Linked DNA regions of Mus musculus: region 1 is linked to region 2. The links are chromatin contacts, called in public HiChIP or PLAC-seq maps. All regions are on one chromosome and are shown on one strand. Each heading gives the region's core, a stretch centred on a gene start, on an enhancer-like site or on the middle of the called end of the contact. The rest is flanking DNA. Distances are from core to core; before and after follow the strand shown. Region 1 holds the start of 5830416I19Rik (RIKEN cDNA 5830416I19 gene). Region 2 overlaps Rell1 (RELT-like 1).

What was found. HiChIP or PLAC-seq counts read pairs in DNA pulled down with a chosen protein or histone mark.
Region 1: an H3K4me3 HiChIP or PLAC-seq map of bone marrow-derived macrophages shows a contact between it and region 2, with 4 times the contacts expected there. The contact joins the promoter of 5830416I19Rik here to the enhancer-like site in region 2. A contact is called at or near these places in 3 of 15 datasets of contacts at CTCF or cohesin (the NIH/3T3 cell line, large pre-B cells and stem cell-derived epiblast-like cells), 7 of 484 Hi-C or Micro-C datasets (ECoMG myeloid progenitors, bone marrow-derived macrophages, cerebral cortex and 4 more) and 5 of 115 datasets of contacts at active chromatin or transcription factors (bone marrow-derived macrophages, embryonic stem cells and trophoblast stem cells).

Annotation. Positions count from the first base shown.
Region 1 is chr5:64,043,148-64,047,538 of GRCm38.p6, reverse strand. It overlaps 5830416I19Rik (RIKEN cDNA 5830416I19 gene), which reads right to left and starts at 2,566. Exons shown (of 3, transcript NR_045384.1): 1 at 2,541-2,566; 2 at 2,352-2,390.
Region 2 is chr5:63,904,671-63,909,678 of GRCm38.p6, reverse strand. It overlaps Rell1 (RELT-like 1), which reads left to right. Exons shown (of 7, transcript NM_145923.4): 7 at 1-781. Among named protein-coding and RNA genes, the nearest start is that of Rell1, 62 kb to the left of the region's middle. Within about 2 kb of position 3,013, at least 19 of the 459 cell types and tissues checked have an H3K27ac peak or open chromatin away from gene starts, as enhancers often do. A contact at or near this core is called in bone marrow-derived macrophages, where this site is marked.

The DNA.
Region 1 (4,391 bases), core at 1,317-3,816, 140 kb before region 2:
AGGGGAGAGGTTAACAGTGTAAGCTGCACCTGAGGCTCCCTGGGGTCAAGAGGGGAGGAAGGGAAGGTAAGAAAGGCGCCTTCCCTTTCCTTCTTCCTTTTTAAAGAAACAAAGATTTTCTTTTTGGCTGTTTCGGCTGGTTGTATCTTTATTCATCATGACATCACAGGAAGACTGACCCGCAAGGATTTGGCATTCTAAAGGTTTCAGTGACAAAGGTGCATAATCCGAGCACATTGCAGTAACAGGTATTTACAAAGAGTTAAGGCATTCGAGGGAGGGCCAATTATTTCTCACTAATAGGTCAGGGAGAATGAAGCATTTGATCTTTCTGAGGGTTGGCATCGCATGAATGGCTCTGGGCGTGCTGACGGATGAATGGATGAACGATCTGTGCGAGAAAAACGCACCCAGCTGCAGGTACTGACTGGATGGATGGGTTGTGAAATTAGAACCATATGGGGGTGGGAGGTGGAGGTGAATTTTGGCTCAATGTGACAATGGACGTTTGAGAAGTTTCTAGAACCAAATAGCCAGTACGAGGTAAGGACTTGCGAAATGCCTGGTGAATGTGAAGGTGCTATTAGCTTAGCTTCAGAAATCTTGACAACTTTGCAAGCAGCAGTTATCTTCATAATTCTGACTAGGGTGTAAAAGTAAGTACTAAGCAAAAGGAGCAAGAATAGAGAGTGAGGGTCAGCGACCATGTCCCCTTCTTTAGCTGCTTCCGACCTTGTATTGCTGTGAATCAGAAGAACGAGTGTATGCGCTTACAATCGGGAGGTCAACCGTGTGAGACTCCTACACCCAGGGAAGACGAGTTGTCAGTAGGGCTGGCTCCTTCTCAAGGTTCAGAGAGAACCTGTTCTCTTGTCTCTTCCTTCTTCTTGAGTCAGACCCCATCTCCACCGTAAGCATCTCCTACACGACCAGTATGCCTCTCTTCCTGCAGCTCTCAAGCCCAAATCTTATTCCCTTCATGGCATGGCGATTCTCCTTTCTCTCTCTCTTGCCTGAGAATCCTAAAAGTCCCACCTCTGTCTCCCTGCCCAGCCATTGGTCGATGGCAACTTTATTTCCTAACCAAAGCCAACTGGGGGCAGGGACCCTCCGCGTCCTACATGCAGACGTGCGAATTCCCATGTAATTTTGGGAACCCAATTAACGTAATACAAGCAATACACCAAATCTACAACCCTGCATCTCCAGTTTTCTCCGCCTCCCTTCTTCAGGAGGCAAAGAGACCCTTCATATACCCAACACTGGGTCTGTCATTCTAGAAATATCTTTTCTCGCACTGTATCCTCACTACCTCTCTCGTGATAACAGGTTCAGCTAGGAACTAAGGATAAGAGCATCCTTACGAGATAAATGTATTCCATCTGGTTCCAAGGCACAACGAAACCCAGAGAATTCACAGAACTGACCAACATCACGTAGTTGGAAAGGACAGAACTGTGTCTAGACTTCTGTGTCTGTGACTGCTTATGACATAGAACCACAGAGTACATTTTTACTGCCAGTGGATTAACATTCAAATTTCTTGCTACTTATTTTCAAAAGTAGAGCAGTCATAACGTTTGTTTGTTTTTCTTGGAAAATAACCACAGGAAAACCCAACAGTGACAGAGCTTTTTAACTTTGAGTGTGGCCCTTGCTTTTTGTTTCGTATGCCTGAAAGAGTCCCCTGGAGAGCCACCCAAGCCCTGCTGCATGTGACATGGCTCAGAGCCAGGCAGCAATCCTGCTCTTCCCACCCGGAGCCCTTGGCCGGTGGCCAGCCTGCAGCTCCGTACTCATACCCACTGTATTGTCTGCCGGGCTGGTCATGTGAAGGGATGACTGATTTAAGGACATGAACGCCATGATTCATAGGAGGGGGGGAGAGGGAGAGAGAGAGAGAGAGAGAGAGAGAACATTAGCTCACACACCAGTAGCCACTCTCAGCACTGACCCGTGTTAAGAAGAAGTGGTGCCGGTCAGACAATAGGAGAAGACCTACATCCTCTCTTTGAACTGACTGTGGCTCTGAGATTACAGGGCTTGGCCAGGAGAAGGATTTTGAGGCAATAAAGCAAAGAGCCTCTGGATAAGTCATATGCCAGGGCACAAAACATAAGTGGCTCTTTGACCTCAGTCAGCCTCCGATAGTCTCTTACAGTGGCTAAGAACTTTAGGTAGGTTTGAGTCATACAGCTACCACCACACATATTGTTGTAGCCAACGACTACATCTACTTCAAAGGATTCAGTGCTTTAACACAGGTACAAATCAGCACGGGACCCAATCATGGTAACTTCTACACCAGTGTGAGTTAGCAGGATTCTTAGGAGAGATGCAGATACAGTTACCTGGAAACGGAGTCGCCATTTCTCCATCTTCTTTCAACCCTGAGGATAGAAAGCGTTCCTACATTATCCTATACTGCCTCTGCCATTCTAGAAATAACCCTGCACCCCCACTCACCTCCCTCCCCGAACAGCGAGCTCATCCAACACGAAGCTGGCGAAGCTGGCGCGCACACCGGCTCTGACACATACCTCCCGGCAGAATAATGGGTGGCACTGAGAGTGCTTGTTCAGACCAAAGCAGAGCGGGTGAAACAAGGAAGTCGCAAAGTGTTGTGGTTTAAAACGGATAGACAGATAGACGTTTACAGTTTAGGATTACCGCCAGCGAGTACAGGGCCACGGGAGGAGACTCTCAGCCTTCAGACTATTTCTCTAACAAGGTGCTTGTCCATCCATCCCCCCCACACTTCCCCAACCTTCCCCAGCCTACCCTCCCCCGCCCCAGATAAAAGTGTCATGTGCCAAGACATGATCTCTTTAGATAACATTTTATTTATTCTTTTTATTACATTTCTTTGTTTTGTGTTCGGATGTGGGAGTGGCATATGAAAACCATCATGGGGGCTGGGATAGCAGAGACCACTCTGGAAAACGGTGTAGACCAAACTGAGACAGATGGGGAATCCCACAATCCCCTCTCAACGTCCAGCTTCCAAAGAAGGCCTGACTTCTTCAAGGTACACAGAACCTTTTAAAACTACCATCCAGTAACTGAGCCTTCACACATGCAGGTCGTTCATACTTTCAACCCAAGCCTTTCAGCCACTTTCTCTCTTCATTCTAACAAAAATAAGTAAGTAAATAATAAATAAATTCAAGAAATCAGCCCCCCACCAAGTTTTTCTTGATCAAAATGCCTCAAAAAGAGGAGGCTGTCTCTAACCCAGAAGTGTAATTTGACGCCTGTCTGCAGCAGTCTTCTGTGCTGATTAGCATGGACATAAATATTCATGTGCTGATTCATGAGGAGGAGGTGGCAACGAAGAAAGCATCAATAATTGTTGATTGTTATTAGCCATAAGTGGGGCTAGCAGAATGAGCTTATTATCCCCCAAGAAATGACATTAATGTTGGTTTCACACACACACAAACACATACACACACACACAGAGACTGCAACATGCATAGGAGACAAAGCCTAGATTGCACACATATAACGAGTCTTTCTTTTGCCATCTGTTCTTGAATTTTTTATTTAAAAATCTCTGACACATGAGTATTTGTGATGGAGGAAGTTGGCAACCACTTTGCACTCATTCTCCAAGGGGCCTGGAGGCCAGAGCATCCCACCAGCAGCTGCATGGTGCAGAGGTGGGCTGCCACTGGCACTTCTGTCTCCACACAATGGGAAACATTGTCCCTCTGTTCAGGTTGGAGATGTCTTTGGAGACCTATTATCCCGGGAACAAATAGAATGATACAATATATCCGTTGTGTTTGACAAATAAGGGAATAGGTACCACTGAGAGTCTAAACTGTCCTTAGTGTATTTGTTAGGATAAAGGGCAAGCTGCTATAATGCAGACTGTTTTTAAAAGTTCAGTGGCTTCAGAGAGATACCTTTGCTCTTTTCAAACAAGCCAGGCCTTCCATGTTGGCAGGATGGCTCTAATGCACGTGCTTCCTCTGGGATCTGGTTTCCCCTCCCTCCTGGAGTTGGTGTGTTAGCGATGTATGTGGTTGACAGAAGTATTTAATGGTGGCCTAGTATGTCTGAAGTGCTTGGACAGCATCCTCGATCTTCTCTGACAAACTATAACCTTGTCAAACTTAAGAAACATATAGAGCAGACACATTAAAGGAAATGGGCAGACTCATGTGACCATGGTGACAGACAGTTGTTTTCTATTGCCACCGACACCCAGACAATGTGTTAGGAATTGCAGCTAGCAAGGCTTCTTTGTCCAAAAGAAGAGGAGATTGGAATCTCTTGAGATTGTGTGTCAGTCTATGAAACCGAGTCTGATGGTTTTAGAAAACACATACGAGCCAAGTGTTCAGAGACATGGGCAAGTGGGCATCTCGTGCAAAGGGCGTTGT
Region 2 (5,008 bases), core at 1,764-4,263:
AACAAACAAAAAAAGTATACATTTTGCAAAAAAAAAAAAAAAATGACGTCCTTTAAATGGTGATGGGCTAATATGTAATATTCTTCAGTTTTAATTATTTTTTAATTTTATTCAATGTAGAGCACTTTCTATAGCAATAAAAAAAAACAAAACAAAAAAAAATAAGCAAAGATATTTAAGATTGTATTTATATACCCAGAGTACATTTTAAACATTTTCTAATACTTGAGCAGATGGGTGACTGGCTTCCAGAGATGCCAAAAATTAAACATTCAATACATTCAACACATAAGCTTTGTCCTGGTTTGCACAGCCTGGTGAGAATCCTGAGGGTTCCCAGCATAGTTGGCGTTTAGGGTCCCTCCTCCTCCCTCCTCCCTCAGAAGTTCTGAGGATCCTCGACAAGGTCACTGTCCACGACACTAATGATGGATCGCTTCTTGGTGTAAAGGAAAGAGTCACTCGGTTGCCATCTTGATGTAAAACATTTTGTAAAGGAAAATTTTTTGGTTTCCAGTGTCAAATGTATTTTTAACTGTCTGGTTTGTACTTTTTATGAATTTTGTACTACCAAAGCAGAGTTAAAAATAAAAGCATTAAACCAGTGTGCTTGAATGAGCGACATCTTACAGGACCAGCTTCTTAAGTCTTCGATTGTTGAGTAATCGTTAGGCTGGTCTGATTGGATTTCCCCTTTTATAGCACCTCTACCTCCTCCCCCGCCCCCGCCCCATGGATGATTTGGGACATAGAGAAATAAATATAGTGTGGAGTTTATGGGTACCCCTCAGTCTGCTAATCTTAGTGTTCAACATCTTACATCACCATAGGAACATGATCATGACTAAGAAAGCAGCATCCGTCCAAGATTGATAAACAAATTAGAACTCAGGGGGAGGGGGATTCCCACTTTGCCCTGAGTTATTGCATCTCCGAAGACTGCTCACTAGTCCAGTCTCTTGATCACAACACTGTAGTAAGCTGCTCGGCTCTCTACAGTGTCCTTCCATTTGAGCTGGGGAACTTTCTCATTGGAGAGACTTGAAGTTTTGCCTTGGTAAGGATGCTGCACGTCAGGGGACATGGAGTTGACATGTGTCATCTTGTGATTTCCAGTCAGTCATTTGGTTGTCATGTCTAGCAGGCTTCAGTATGTTACAGTTACTATTTGTGCCTCTGTAATGAAGAGGGAAGATACTCGGGGATGAGGCTAGTAACTTACCTGTGTTTACCTTTTCGTCTGCTAGCTTTACCATCCATTGGAGGTGACTTCCCCAGGACTCCAATCAACAAGTTACCAAGAGCTTGGCAACTAATGCAATATAGAAAGCTATTTCAGGCCAGAGCTAGAAACAACGTTTCTCCAGGGTTAGGTCCACCCTGTATTCTGAGGGAGGTGTTTGTTAGAAAGTTCTCAGCATTTCCTGGTTTGAAGTTCTGCATCATTGAAGATCTGTGTCTTGAGATATCCTTCTCTGTGGGTATCCTATTCCTCCTTTTAAGGCCATCTGCCCCCTGGCTTAGGGGCCCACTGCAATCCATCATAAGAACTCATCTTAACTTGGTTACATTTGCAAAGATCCTAGCTCCCAGAAGGGTCACGCGAGGCCTATTCTAGGTGTTGAAATTTCAGTATCAATGTGGGTTTTTTTTTTTTTTCTGGGTGCGAGGGAGCAGGACAAGGGCATACAACTCCATTCCCTCGAGGATAGTGCCTGTAATGAAAGCTCTTACAGATTGATGCCTTTGGCACGGTGCTCTCTCTCCCCACTTCCCCCACGCTCCTCTGTCTCGCCTATTTCTAGCCCCTTACTACGTTCTGGCCCAGACGGTGCCCCAGGCTCTTCTTGTTTTCTTGTTCCTTGCCCCAGTGTTGTAGAAAATATTTAATCTCAATTTGAGGTTTCTACCCTGACTTTGACCATTTTTTTTTCCTAGATAAAAGACACAGGGAACCTTTATATTTACAAGCCTTAAACAGCACAGCTGGGCAAATATCTACCTTCTATGCTGTTAAAATATATTTCCTGTTGATAACCCTGAGTTATTACTGTTTCACATGGGCTGCTCTTAACTCCAGTTGGCCAGCCCTCAGGGCTGTGCTTTCTTGACTCCTAACCCAGGGCATCTTACTCCCCTCTCCACCTTTCTCTCTCCCCTTGTGATCATCTCCAACTCCAATGCTGCCGGGAACACTAAGCCCCCACCTATCTCAATTTTGCCCAGCTATAGGCTGTAGGCATCTTTATTCACTAATCAGAAATAACTTGAATCTATGTGGGGACTCTCTGGGACAACCAAGTCTTGCTCCCCTCACACTTAGCATTACAATTCATAGCAACAGACCAAACCTCAACATCCCATCCTTAGGACCAACTGCGAATCTAAGGAGCCCTAAGTCATTTTGCTAGAGAATGGTATTTTTTAAAATAAGGACACAAGCTGTGCTCATTGATACTGGGTGTCGCAGCCTCTGCCCTCTGTATAGTAATCCATATAGTATACACATCTTTGTGTTTCTGTGTGCTAAGAGTCCAAGTCCACACGGTACCTCTGACTCCGTACTTGTTCCATTCATTTTAACCTTATGTTATTTTCAACTTTGTAGGAAACACCACTCTTACTATATAAGAACGTTTTCAATGCAGGCATGCACATTTAGGGCCTGAGGTTCTCTCCACAGTCATTCCCGCCTTCATCTGTGTTCACAGGCACTGTCAGGGTTGGGAATGTGGCAAATCATGGCCAGTCTGGATCCCCTGGTCAGTGCTCTCTGTATCTGGGCTCCTGGAGGATCTATGGTTTTGGGGGTGGGGCACTGTTTATGGTTTTGCACACTTCTGCAATTCCTTCTCAAGTTTGTCTTGCTGGCCAGCCTTGCGCTATCCAAAACTTACAGTTGAAAAAGTGAAGGTTAGGGGACTTACAAATGGGGTCCCCGCAACTTGGAGCTTTGTAGCCAAGTGTTTGACGCTGAGCATCCACCTTACACAGAGATAGCACTTTGGCCCCCTCTTCTGGTTGGATGTAGGAACTGCAGTGGGGCATGATCCGGCCATTTGTGTGTACTGGTGTGCAGAGCCCCCGTGATGTGTTGGCAGAATGAATAAACCTTTAAAAATAAAGGATATCACTAGCTAGCTAATGGGAGTAAAGGAGCGAGTTTGGTTTTTTTTTCCTGATCATTTTTTTTCTGACCCTGTCAATCTATCTTGTTTTTCCCTTCAAACGCTTCCTCACTGTCTGAGGCCAGACAGTGCCTGTGAACACAGATGAAGGCAGGAATGACTGTGGAGAGAACCTCAGGCCCTAAATGCTGTCATAGAAATGGTGTGACTAAGCAATTGGGACTCAGAGAGATAGCTTGACCTTCGATGTAGAGCTGAGCCTTACCTCTGCCACTCACGCTGTATGCTGGGAACCAGGCTCTTGGCTTCTTTGAGGCTTAGCATTTTCCCGAGCCATCGTTTGCACAGTGGATTTGCTTGTTGGTTTACTTTTGCATGTGGATGTGGTGTGTGTGTGTGTGTGTGTGTGTGTGTGTGTGTGTGTGACATGCCTGTGTGTTGTACATTCTCATGTGTGTGGGCATGCATATGTTAATACTGAGTGTCTTAAATTTCTCTTTACTTCATTGGGTTCTCTAACTAAACCCAGGCACCACTGATTTAATTAGTCTAGCTACCCAGCTTGCTGTAGGGATCCCTTTGTGCTTTTTTAAGGAGTAGAAAATTCACACAAAATCGTGATGCGTGCCATAGCCTGCCCGTAAACTCCCAGAAGGCACTGCTGTTTTAGTGGGTATTGGTGCCACTGTTTTGTATGGCTATAAACAAAATACCTGGGGTCGAATGGTTTCAAAGGATAAAAGGCTTAACTGCTCCCAAGTTTGGGAGGTTGAAAAGTCTGAGCTTAGCAGCCACATTTAATAAAGCCCTTGATGTTCACTGGACAATGGCAGGTGCACCATCACTGTAGCAGGAGGGTTTGTGAGACGGGCCAAGGAAGACTCAGAGAAGAGGAAAAACCGCTCTCAGGGTAACCAATGCAACCCCACAAGACACAACTCACTCCTTAATTCTGTCTTGAGACCTGATGCTGTTACTTGAGAAATAAACAGTTTGTTCTTGAGAGTGGAGCCTCCACAGCCTAATGACCCTTTAAGATCCCACGGGCCCTCAACATGATTACCTTGTGAAGAAGGAACGCTAAAAGAAAGAGTCACCTTAATATGAGCTACTCACTTTAAGGGTGATGTGACCTAAAAGTCTAAGTGGGGTCAACTCCTGTGTGTGCACCGGTCAGTATGGGATGAAATAAAGGGGATAAAGTTTGTTCCAGATAAGTGCCTCTGTATTGTAATTTTAATGATGGGTGATAATTGATGATGTAAGTGGGAAAGGGTCACTTTATCACTTTAGAGATGGGTGTAATCAGAAGTGGTTTGGAGAGCTTTGGTGTGTAGCAGTTAAGACTTAGTTTCTAAGATGTTGAATGTGACTTGTGAAAGTGAGCCAGTGACCTCAGCCAAGTGACCAGAAGACAGCTAATTGTGATGGTTTGCCAGGAGCTGGGCAGGTGAGCAGCACTGTATGTCTTAGTGTTGTCTTGTGGTGCAGAGGGAGTCCTGGCCATCGCCTCTGCTTTACACATGGATGTGACTGGAGCAATGGGTCTCAGTACGCCCAGGCAGGATTTGCTTGCAGACACAATTGATGGAGAGGATTTCAGTCCATAATTCAACCAATAGCCATCTCTCCCAGCAAATTACTTTTGAAGTAGTGTGTATATAGTTATTTCATCTTGCTATAAATAAGTAAGCCATAAATAAATAATTTATGGTTTAAATATGACATCCATTTTTACTAGATTGTCACTTGGTTTATGGCTAATGTCATGAAAACCTTTATGAGTCTGGATTTGCAAATTCATAGTTTAAGCCTTTGGCTGCTCTTCAGTCATTGTTTTAGACAAGAAGAACTTGGAATGGAACCTAGGGTTTTGCACA